4 separate regions of the Mus musculus genome follow, and all the other regions are linked to region 3. A link is a contact called in public HiChIP or PLAC-seq and promoter capture Hi-C data. All regions are on one chromosome and are shown on one strand. Each heading gives the region's core, a stretch centred on a gene start, on an enhancer-like site or on the middle of the called end of the contact. The rest is flanking DNA. Distances are from core to core; before and after follow the strand shown.

Region 1 (2,700 bases), core at 50-2,549, 820 kb before region 3:
TCTCTTTAACAGAAAAAGGCTTTATCTTTTACAGAAAGAGACAATGTTACTACTGTTCCAAGCAAATTGAACGTCTGTGTGTGCAGAAGGCCTGGGGTCAACCTTTGATGTCCTTCCCTCAGCGCACCATCACCTTTGCCTTTTGAGACAGGGTATCTATCTATCTATCTATCTATCTATCTATCTATCTATCTATAGAACTATCTATCTATCTATCTATCTATAGAACTAGCCAAGAAGGCTAGGTGAGCTGGCCAAAGAGACCCAGGGTCTCTGCTTCCCCTCGGCTGAGGATACAAGTTTACAGAACTACTTTTAGGAGACACTTTAGAGGGTTCTGGGGAATCTAATTAAGGTCGCAAGAGAAGCATCTGCCCATCTCCCCAGCCCTCAAAACTTGAACTCTTGACAGGAAACACTTGCTCCCCAAATGTGCAAAGGGATGACTCTTCGGCTTCCCAATACAAGGGCTCGATTAAGAAAGGATTGTCAACTTCTCAAGCAACAGGCTCATCTGGAGAGCCACACAACAAACGCTTGGGCCTGTACAGCATTTCTGATTCAGTGTATCCGAGCTGGGCAGGGAAATGTGCATTTTAGCAATCCCAAGGGACTCCATAGCTCAGGCGCCCACGAGGAGCAAGCTAGATTGAACAAAAATCTGGTGGTGTGTGCTTGTCTTCCCTACTGGCTAGCTGAGCTCAAGTCACCACCAGGTCTGGTCTCCCGCTTTTCCAGCCGGCCACACAGCACCTGCGCGGCCGCCGCCAAGGTCGCGTAGGCTGCACTTCGTAAACAAGCGAAAGCGCGCTGCCGCGAGCCTGCGCAGACCGGCCAGCGCCTGCACCTCCACCGCCCTCCCCAGCCATGGAACGCCACCGGCCCGCGCAGCCACAAAGCGCCACCTTACGTTGGACAGAGTTGATGAGAGCGCGGTACTGATGGCGGATCTGGCGGCACAGGCCCTGGTCGTACTCGGCCTCCAAGCAGGCCGGGTCCATCAGCTCGTCCCCAGAATCAGACAGATCGGAGTCCTCCAAGCTCGGACGCTCCGCTGCCTCCCTGCGCTCCGGCGCGGCGCCGCGGCGGGCCAGCGGGGACCGCGAGCGGGACCGGGAGCGGGTGCGATCCCGGTGCGGGTCGCGGCCCCGGCCCCGGCCCTCAGACCGGCGGCCGCTGCTGTCGCCAGACATCGCGCCAATTCGCCTTGCAACTTCGGAGCGGCGGAAGTTCGCGCCAGAAACTGAAACCCCCGGCTGGGCTCGAGCGCCGGCTCCAGGAGCAACGCAGCTCCCCGGCTGGCGCGTGAGCACACAGCGACACCTGTGGCCCGGAGGTCGCGGCGGCGTTGGCTGTGTCTGTGCCTCGCATTGGTTCTTAGTTACTCCACCCTGCAAGCAAGAGTCTTAGGACTTTAGATCTCTGATCCTAATGCCCACCCCACTTAGTCATGCATCTTCCCATTGTCTCTTTGGCTCCTCTGGCCTTGGGGAGGATACAACAAACAAAACAGGGTTCCTTGACTGTACCATAGTAAACTGTTAAGCCTCCTTCTAAATATCTGCACCACCACACGGCAGGTTCACAGCTGATTCTCTAACAACAGATACCCTATAACAGGTCTGAGGAAGATAATTATATGCAATGTGGTTTCAAAGATACATGTATACATATCATTCCATGTAATTGTGTGTGTGTGCACTGTACATAGATACGCATGCACAAGTGTGCATCTGCGGGTACAAACGGCAGGTTGGCTTCAGGGGTCTTCCTCTTTCAGTTCCACATTTTTTAGATTTGTTGTGTGTGTATATACATCCTTTATTTGCGTGCACACTGTGGACGAAATGTATGCAGTGCCCTCAGATGTCAAAATAGGACGTGCACACCTCCTCTGGAACCGGAGTTAAGAAGGGTTTGTGAGCTGCCCTGTGGATAACGGCGATGGAACCCTACTCCTATGAGAACTAGTGCTCTTAACCTCTAAACCATCTCTCCAGCCCACTCTCCACGTTCTTTACCATAAGGCATCTCTAGCTGAACCTGGAACTCGTCTTTTTGACAGGACTTAAATAGCCAGCAAGATCTAGGCATTTTCCTGTCTTCACTTCCAACGCACTAGGATTATGGATCCACACTGCCGTGTACAAGTTTGGTTGTTGTTTTTTGTTTGTTTGTTTTTTGAGACAAGGTTTCTCTGTGTAGCCCTGGCTGTCCTGGAACTCACTTTGTAGACCAGGCTGTCCTCAAACTCAGAAATCTGCCTGCCTCTGCCTCCCAAGTGCTGGGATTAAAGGCATGTGCCACCACCGCCCGCCCATGTACCAGTTTTTATGCCACCTTAGGAATCCTGAGGTAATCTACCCTCTGACACACACACTTCTCCTTCTTCCATCCCTCCCTCTCACATAGGATTTCATGTAACCCAGGCTGGCCTCAAACTGACCCTGTAGCTGAAGCTAATATTGAGTTCCTGATCCTCGTGAATCTAACTACCTCACAAAGGCTGAGAGGATTTTGAGACCAAGATCCAAAGCCTAGTGAGCTCACTGCTACTGAGATATCATTGCTTCTAGAGCCTCCAAAGAAAAAAGAACTAGGAAGCTATGCATAGACACCCTTACACGTATATAAGTGCATCTCTTCATATTTTATGTTGCTGGGTTAATTTAAAACACTAATTTGCATTGACATCACAGA
Region 2 (2,700 bases), core at 31-2,530, 610 kb before region 3:
CTGTGTTCTTGGTGCCCACAGAGGCCAAAAGAGGGTGTCAGATCCCCTGGCACTGGAGTGGTACAGTGAGCCAACTTATAGGTGCTGGGAATTGAACCTGAGTCCTCTAGAAGAACAGCCAGTGCTCTTTACCACTCTTCACCATCTCCTCAGCTACCCTAACCCCCTTTTAAGGAGCACATTTAAAGTGAAAACAATTGGGTTTGTTTGGTTTTCCTTTTTATGTTCTCTTCCTAATTTTGTGTTTGTGGGCTTTTCTTACTACAGCCGTTAAATGGTGATTTCCAGGTATAATGTTCCCATTACTACTGAGGTGTTGTCCCTCAGAGAAGCAGCATTATAAACCATTGCCAAGAGCAAAGATAAGCCCTCCATGCAGAGCCTCTGTCCTGCCACCAGGAAGCGCTTTTTCTCTGAGGGATCGGCAGCCTGCTGCCAAGGACTGGTAGCTTATGTTCTAGGCAGTTGTCCTAGGCCTTCCCCGGGAACAGAAACTGAGAAAGATAATCATGGCATCCCATCTGACATGTGACTGGAGTCCATGCTCTGGTTGACCAGGTCTGTGTGCTCTTGGTTCTGAAGGTGGGTCACTGAAGGTGAGCCCAGGGGTTTCTGGGCAGTTTTGGACAGTGAGATTCAGGTGATCTGTGGGCACCATTTGAGGGTAGGTAGTAGCCAGTGAGCTGGGGGTAGTCAGGGCCAGTGAGCTGGGGATAGGCAGACTCAGTGAGTTAGAATAACATGTAGGTATCACTTGAGGGTGAGCTCAAAGCCTCAAGGGCAGGCAGGGACAATGACTACAGGTCACAGCAGTTTTCTTCTAGGACAACTAAACCGTTGTGTGCACCTTGCATGTGAGCACTAATGGTTCCTAAATGGTCACCTCCAGTCCTATCCATTGCTCTTGTACCTCCTGAATTTTCTAAGTGCTTCTCTTCTTTAGGCCCTCAGAACCCGATTCTATAGTGAGGCAAGGTAAGGCTGGTTATAAACACTCTGCCCCACCCCTTCCCACGGAAGCACATCTCAATCCTCACCCTCTTGCCTCCTCCCCTCTTTCTGTGTAACTGTGCTCTGCTCAGTGCACAGTTTGTTCTCCTGGTTCTCCGAGGATGGAGCAGCAGTCCCATTCTGCCCATCAGGCCGCCGCCACCTCCCACTGTAGCATGGACTTGTGTTCTAACTGTGGTGCAGGCTTTCTTGGCAGCCATGACAACGCTGAGGTTAATGCATAGGGCGGAGAGTGGTCCATTGGATGTTTGGGTTGCCGTGGAAGTAGGCTGACGGGGGAGCCTGGCCATGCTGGTTGATGATGCTCCTAACACTGTGTTTCAATTGTGTTACAAGTTGCTTAATGTTCTGTGAAATAGAAGAATAGCCATGTGTCCCCTCCTCGCCTCTCTGAGGCTCGTAACTGAAGCCTACAGAACACGAGAGAGCTGCAAACCCCTGTCAGTTGGGTTGAGCCAGACAGCATGGCCTTTGTTGCAGGGTTCATCAGGAAGAGTGGATAGATACTGTCATTGGCTCCAGGTCTCCCCTTTGCTGTTAAATAGCAGACCTAATGGCAACACACTTTCAAATCCTGACAGAGCTGACAAGGTTGACAAGAGGAGGCTTCAGATTCTCCTCTGAAGGCCACCGCCTTCTCATCCTTTTAAACAGAGCCATGTGAGCACAGCCAAATTTGGCAGTTGGTCAGTTGTACAAAAACGATCCAATCTTCAGCTATCGAAAACTCGGCAGCATAGACTAGTGTTCTGTATCATCCCACAGCAAGATTTTATTTTGGAAGTGGGGCCGGCAGGATAATGACCACTGTTCACTTACAATGCCTAGCTGGCTCGGCGGCTGATAAATGGCGGTGATAAGCAGGCCGCAGACAGGCTGGGCCCACAGGGTTCCTAGTTACAAAGGCTGCCGTCTCATTAGCCCTTTTGTGTGCCTGCACATGTGCAGTAGGAACGCTTCCCATCCCCCGCCTGGACCTGGCATTGCTCTCATCCATGAGTCTTTGCATTTTCTCATAGTTTCGATGTTCTTTGTTTCAAAACCATGCAGCTGAGCGGGTGAATGCGGTGGTCATGGCCACGTGTGCAGCCTGTGTGTCACGCCATTAGTGGTAACTGACCTCTCTCTCTCTTCTCTCCTCTCTCTCTCTCTCTCTCTCTCTCTCTCTCTCTCTCTCTCTCTCATGAAAAAAACATTCCACAGAGGGAAGCTGCTCACCCACCAGATGTCTCCATCTCCAAAACTGCCTTGTACTCCCGCATCGGGTCCACCGAGGTGGAGAAACCCCCAGGCCTTCTGTTCCAGCAGCCAGACCTGGACTCTGCACTCCAGGTTGCCAGAGCAGAGGTGAGGCCTGTGGTGTCTGGAAGGACCGTGCTCTTGATACTCAGATAGGATCCCAGGCTGCAGTGTCAATAACTGTATTTAGCTGTGAAACTGGTGTCTTTGGAGACAGACTGTCCTCCAAACACTGCAGGCTAGGTGAGCAACACCCTATGAGTTCTTATCTGCCTAGTCACGATGCTAACAGGCATGGCCAACTCACTATAGAAGAGATACTTTGTTGCTCCTCAGGGCTGGGGGGTGGGGCGCGGGGTGGGGGGGGGTGGGGATGGGGGGAGGTGTCTTGATTTCTCCTGCTTGGGGAAATTCTCTGGATGGAATCCTGCTTTTAGGTGAGAAATCTCA
Region 3 (2,700 bases), core at 47-2,546:
GCTGAGATACGTGAGAACAAGAATGCTTACCTGGACTGCATTCTAATAAAGCTCTTCCACTAATTACCAGTGACCCGCCAACTCACTTCCAGTTAACTAGCCCGAAATCTCCATATTTTTAAGCTTGCTCATCAACCCTGCCGTTGGAAGGCTTAGTGGTCTAACCTATGTCTATTGGCATGTTTTTAACTTCTCTTCCCTAATGACTCCTGTCCTGTCAGTCTCAGAAAATCCACAAACATTACGAGCTGAGAATAAAGACACTGATTCATATGAACACTTTCATCTAGACAAGTCACAAACCTGTCATCCAGGACAGTGCAGGCAGTCTTGCCTCGACTGGTTCCACAATACTCCTCTCCTAAGTATACTTCCATGTTTCTTGCTGAACTCAGAACGCCAACCGAAAGGATTTCTTCACCCCCATTAGGGCCACAGTTCAGGTAAATGAAGCAGGGGTTTTCATCTCGGGGGCTCAGGCTGCTTTTCAGACTAACCGGATCCTGGCTGAGAAGAAAATTGAAAAAAAAAAATCACAGAGATAAGTTTTCCGAGTAGAAGCATAACCCATTAATCCTTTCAAACTCACCTCTACTTGCCATGAGAACCAAGAACCTTCCCCATCACCCACAGATACTTCTCACAGAATTAATAAGGAACAGAGGTTTGAGGCGTCAGGGCATTCATTCCCGTCCACTTTTCCTAGACCGTGGACAGCCTATTCAACTATCTAATTCATTCGCAGTCAATTAAAAGCGTTTACTGAATGTTAAAACAACCATGTGTCTTTTTCCAAGACGCCGTGGTTCTTGTTCCCCCCAAATAGAAGACTGGGGGCGTTCGCGGGTGGGGGGCGAGGAGGATTGTAACAGGAGGGCATCTTGAACACGAGTTTCCCGGCCTCTCCGGCCCAGCGCGCACCCTTTGCCCGCAGCCTCGCCCACCTCCAGGCACCACCGCTCTCCCCCATGCCGTCCCCGCGGCCTCGCTCGGCTCCCTCGCCCGTCTCGGCTCCCGTCCTCCTCCCGGCTCCTCAGCAGCGTGACTGTCACCCGACCCCGGCCCTGGCCCGGCGCACCTCGGAGCTGGCGGCTCCAGTAGCTGCTCGAAGTCCAAGTCTTGGGCACGTGGCCCAGTCCGGGTAAGAAAAAGGCTTTGGGTCAGCGCCCCGCACGCCGCATCCCAGGACGAGGTCAGCGTCGGGCCGCGGTCCAGTCCCGCGTCTTCGATCGCGGTCTCCATTCTGTCTCCTCCAACCCAGGCGGCGTCGGAACCTCTCTCGCAGAGCTTGCGTTTCCTTCAGTGCCCAGGGGAGGTGAAGGTTCAGCACAACTTCCGGTTCTTCCCCCGACCCCACCCCATCCCACTCCAACCCTTCCCATCCCGGGACCCAACCACCACACGTGCGCATGCGTGTTCGTCTCCCTTCCAGAAGTTGGTTTAAAATCTCCGCGGAAAAGAGCCAGGGGTTGGCTCGTGCGCGGAATTCCTCCGCTCCTGGGGCAGGTGCCGCGCGCATGCGCAGTGCTCTGCGCGCGGGAACCCAGGGGTTTATTTCCACGTTGGCAAAGCAGCGACGCTTTAGGGTGGGAGGTGGGGTGGCGCCTGGGCGGTGTCGGCACCCTGAGGGTGGTACCAAAGCAGATAGGTGCGGTCTCCTTGGCTCAAGCAGCCTGTAAAGCCAGCTCCCAATCCGAGGTCCTCGGAAGAGGACTCCGGGGACCCTTCCTGCGCCAGCCCGTGGAGTGAAGGCCATGCAGGCTGCTTTTGAAGCAGTGCGACCACGGCTGATCGCGTTGTTTCACTGCTCAGGTCACCTCCGTGGGCTGTAGAGTGGAGCGCGGCGCTTAGCATTGCAGAATAATGCTGAGTGGCCGAAGGCACTAAACACTGAACCCACTAAGACCCGGCTTCCGAGCCTCAGGAACCCGGTGGAGCGTGCTTGCACGTCCTAAATGACAGAATTCTCAAGGTTAAAAATGTCCAAGAGGCTCAAAGCTGCGACTTAAGGTTTCTCACTCATAACCTTGACAAAAACTGGCAATGGGCCTTGGTCCCTTCAGAAGTACATTGTACGGTCAAACTTTCTGTGGTGACAAGTGGGACTTGAAACTTTATACTCATTGGAAAGAAAGCTAGGTATCGGCTGTCGTTCCACCCCATACCCACCCCCATTATCTTCCTGAAGTGGGTTGTGTAGATAATTTAAACATCTATTGAGGCGAGGGGAGAAATTTGTTTACAGAAATGTGGAGTACCTGAATTTTAAAGTTGTGCTTGAGGCCTTATATATAATTTCTGGGGAAGTTTTGTTCAGCCATAACCTAGTTTTGTCCCAGAACTTTTTGTTCATCGCTCAGAAAAAACGTTTTGCTTTAATTTTCATTTTAGTCTGTATGTGTACCCCTGTTCAAAAAACGTGTTTATGTCATCAAGAAAAAGATGATTGAATTCTATAGACAGTCACCAGAGTGTATGTATAATGTGTTCATCAAGTTTGAAAGAGAAATCAGAGATTCAGTATAAACAAAATCTAGAAACAGTAACCTTTAATTCTAAAAGGCTCAATTTATATTTTTAAAAGAAATTCCCCACATTCTAAGTGGTCATCATTCTTGTTCTGTTTAGTATGGGGAGCCCCCTCAGAGTGCACAACCAATTGAAAGTCTTTATTCTAGGTATAGCCCCTGAGTGTCCAGA
Region 4 (2,700 bases), core at 42-2,541, 560 kb before region 3:
TCTGGTTCCCTATGTTTTCCTCACCCTTGTACCCACCACCCTCCACTCCACCCTTCAACAGAGCAAAGGTCAGGGACTGGAGAACATGTAAACACGGGGTCCTTAGACATTACACAACGCCATCCATCCCTCCCTCGGAAAGTCTGAGCCGTCCAGCACTGGCAACGTTTCCCTGAAAAAGAGGGAAAAAAACATCTGACCACAGGCAGAACATTGGTGATGGCACCGGCCCGACAGCATGCCTCAGCAGGCAGTTCCAGAGCATTACGTGTCAAATGTCTAGACTCGCCAGCCTGGCAGACACAGGTGGAAACTGGGTCCTATCCTTCTGGCCCTCTGCAGGAGGCACCTGTGCAGATAGGCCAGGGGCTACTGGCTAAGGGCCTTCATCCTCAGCCCACACACCCTGAGGTAGACGCAGACTCAGGCAGGCAGTCCAGACTCCCCGCAGCCTCTTAGGTTGGTCTCGCTCTTCAGTACCCACTGACTTCAAGGCAGCTCCTATCTGCTGTCCCATGCTGGGAAGGTGGAGGCAGATGGATCCCAGGAGCTCACGGCTCATTCAGTTTAGTTCAGTCAGTGAGCACCAGGCCAGTGAGAGATCCTCTCAGAAAATGAGGTAATTGAGTAATCGAGGAAGATACTGAATGTCAACTTCTGGCTTCTACCATGTGTGTATACATGAACACGTAGGTATGTACATGGAGGGAGAGAGAGAGAGAGAGAGAGAGAGAGAGAGAGAGAGAGAGAGAGAAAGAGGGAATGTATAAATGTAACCAGGCTAGAGAAGCTCCTGTCAGGGCATTTGTTGAGAAAGGTTGGTACCTCGTTTTCACATCTAACCAAGAGGGAACACTTCCTTCAGTAACCTAGCATTTTTGCTAGGTGCTGACTTGCATGGTCACCCTCGCATTGCCCCAAACCCGACACTACAGTACATCAGAGAGCTGATGAGGATCTGGGCAGGGCCCCTGCTGGCTCCTGGACCCACATCTTGCCTCCAACATGGCACCTTCCCCAGTTCACCAAGTAAGCAAGGCCTCCCAGAGAGAGTGAACCAGGCTGGGAGATTGTGTGAGCCCTGAGCAGCAAACATGGAAGTGGCCAAACTTGGGACCAGAGATGGAACATTTCTGGGCTCCACTCAGTTGACCTGCCAGCCACCCACTGTCGCTTGACCTCCAACCTGTGAGAAAGGCACAAGGATCAATAGTCTTTTCTCAGCAGAGCCCTCTGCCTCTGGGCTGCCCAGCATTCTCTCTCTGAAAGTCAGTAGAGTTTCACCTCGTTATCTTCTTTGGGTTTCACTTTCCATTTTGTAAACAATCTAGAGTAAAACCATATGCAAATATACACGGTATATTTTCCTGACCTCCTGGGCCTCTGGGCTTAATTTGTTTGCCTAGAATGTGGTTCTCAGTTCATTTTCCTTGTAGAGGTCACCACTAGGTGACCTTGTTCTCATAACTCCAATTTACGAAAACCTCACTCCAAGTTCTGCATTCTGGGAAGCCAAGCCCCAACAACTATCCAGTTCCCATCTACACAAAAGTGTGCCTTACAACAGGGGCCCCACTCCCTCTGTCCCCAAGAGCCCCTGCTTCCTGCCTGTGACTCAGAGAATCTCAGAATCTCAGAAATTCCCTAAACAAAACATTGGTGAGATTGCTTAGCAGGTAGAGAGCGCTTGCTGTGCAAGTCTGATGACTAGCGATCCATCCCAGAACCCAAGATCTGTAACTCAGGAATTTCTACTATGAGATGGACGATGGAGACCAGAATGCTCGAGGACTGACTAGCCTGGCGTATAAGGCCTGGTAGCCTGGTGCAGCAGAAACAAGGGAGATGTTGCCTCAGCAAAGTGCAAAGTGAAAGCTGTGTCCCCAAAGCTCTTCTCTGAGTTCCACATACAGGTCAGAACATGTATGCACGTGTACTTATATATAGCATGGAATGCACACACACTCACACACATATACACATACACACATAACACACTCACATATACACACATACACACACATGCACACATACATACACACTCATATACACATATACATACATACACATGCACACATACATACACACTCACACACACATACATACTCACACACATACATACATATACACATACATACACACTCACACTCATACACACACATACATACACACTCATACACATACACACACACACCACATACATGTACATATGTAACACTACTTAGACTAAAGAAGAAAGAAGACATGCCAGTTATTCTTGTCACGCCTGTCCCACACTCTGACAGTGATACTGAGCTGTCTCACATGGAATTTCTGAAACCGATCCTTCTCTGTCAAACACAAAACAATGCCTACCAATTATTGATCACTTGTCAAACACAACACTGAGTGTGTTATCCAGAGGGCTTATCCCCACAGCAACTCAGTGTGCTGGTACTGCTGCCTGCACTTGTCACCTGTGAGACACAGGAAATGATTGGTCAAAGTGGTGCTTCCCCTCTCCCGTACAGTAGACGAGCTGGATCTGAACCCAGGTTAGAATGCCCTCTGAGCCATGGCCAACACCAGAGTCTAGTTACCGATGAGACTTGTTTCCTTACTGATGGTCAAGATCAATAAGGATGTTGATCTTATTGGTTTGCACTAAACACATTAAAAGTCTGTATTATAGTTGTGTGTGTGTGTGCATGCTCGCATGCA

The links. Promoter capture Hi-C pulls out the DNA fragments that hold promoters and counts their contacts. HiChIP or PLAC-seq counts read pairs in DNA pulled down with a chosen protein or histone mark.
Region 1: a promoter capture Hi-C map of liver shows a contact between it and region 3, with 6 times the contacts expected there. The contact joins the promoter of Nsmce4a here to the promoter of 2310057M21Rik in region 3. A contact is called at or near these places in 7 of 39 promoter capture datasets (the 3T3-L1 cell line, the C10 cell line, erythroid cells and 3 more), 3 of 484 Hi-C or Micro-C datasets (CD4 T cells and the G1E-ER4 cell line), 3 of 115 datasets of contacts at active chromatin or transcription factors (bone marrow-derived macrophages, extraembryonic endoderm stem cells and memory CD8 T cells) and 2 of 9 other capture datasets (adipose tissue and liver).
Region 2: an H3K27ac HiChIP or PLAC-seq map of extraembryonic endoderm stem cells shows a contact between it and region 3, with 2.7 times the contacts expected there. The contact joins the enhancer-like site here to the promoter of 2310057M21Rik in region 3. A contact is called at or near these places in 2 of 39 promoter capture datasets (the 3T3-L1 cell line and stem cell-derived epiblast-like cells) and 1 of 115 datasets of contacts at active chromatin or transcription factors (extraembryonic endoderm stem cells).
Region 4: a contact with region 3 is called in an H3K27ac HiChIP or PLAC-seq map of embryonic stem cells, with 4 times the contacts expected there. The contact joins the enhancer-like site here to the promoter of 2310057M21Rik in region 3. A contact is called at or near these places in 3 of 39 promoter capture datasets (the 3T3-L1 cell line and stem cell-derived epiblast-like cells) and 3 of 115 datasets of contacts at active chromatin or transcription factors (embryonic stem cells, large pre-B cells and pancreatic cancer cells).

Annotation. Positions count from the first base shown.
Region 1 is chr7:130,546,082-130,548,781 of GRCm38.p6, forward strand. It overlaps Nsmce4a (NSE4 homolog A, SMC5-SMC6 complex component), which reads right to left and starts at 1,300. Exons shown (of 11, transcript NM_001162855.1): 1 at 911-1,300. The coding sequence starts at 1,193.
Region 2 is chr7:130,748,976-130,751,675 of GRCm38.p6, forward strand. Tacc2 (transforming, acidic coiled-coil containing protein 2) reads left to right here. Exons shown (of 22, transcript NM_001004468.3): 16 at 2,215-2,358. Among named protein-coding and RNA genes, the nearest start is that of Btbd16, 24 kb to the right of the region's middle. Within about 2 kb of position 1,281, at least 63 of the 459 cell types and tissues checked have an H3K27ac peak or open chromatin away from gene starts, as enhancers often do. A contact at or near this core is called in extraembryonic endoderm stem cells, where this site is marked.
Region 3 is chr7:131,361,430-131,364,129 of GRCm38.p6, forward strand. It overlaps 2310057M21Rik (RIKEN cDNA 2310057M21 gene), which reads right to left and starts at 1,297. Exons shown (of 6, transcript NM_026655.4): 1 at 1,079-1,297; 2 at 304-507. The coding sequence starts at 1,242.
Region 4 is chr7:130,799,545-130,802,244 of GRCm38.p6, forward strand. The region is part of intron 9 of Btbd16 (BTB (POZ) domain containing 16); the gene reads left to right. Among named protein-coding and RNA genes, the nearest start is that of Btbd16, 27 kb to the left of the region's middle. Within about 2 kb of position 1,292, at least 35 of the 459 cell types and tissues checked have an H3K27ac peak or open chromatin away from gene starts, as enhancers often do.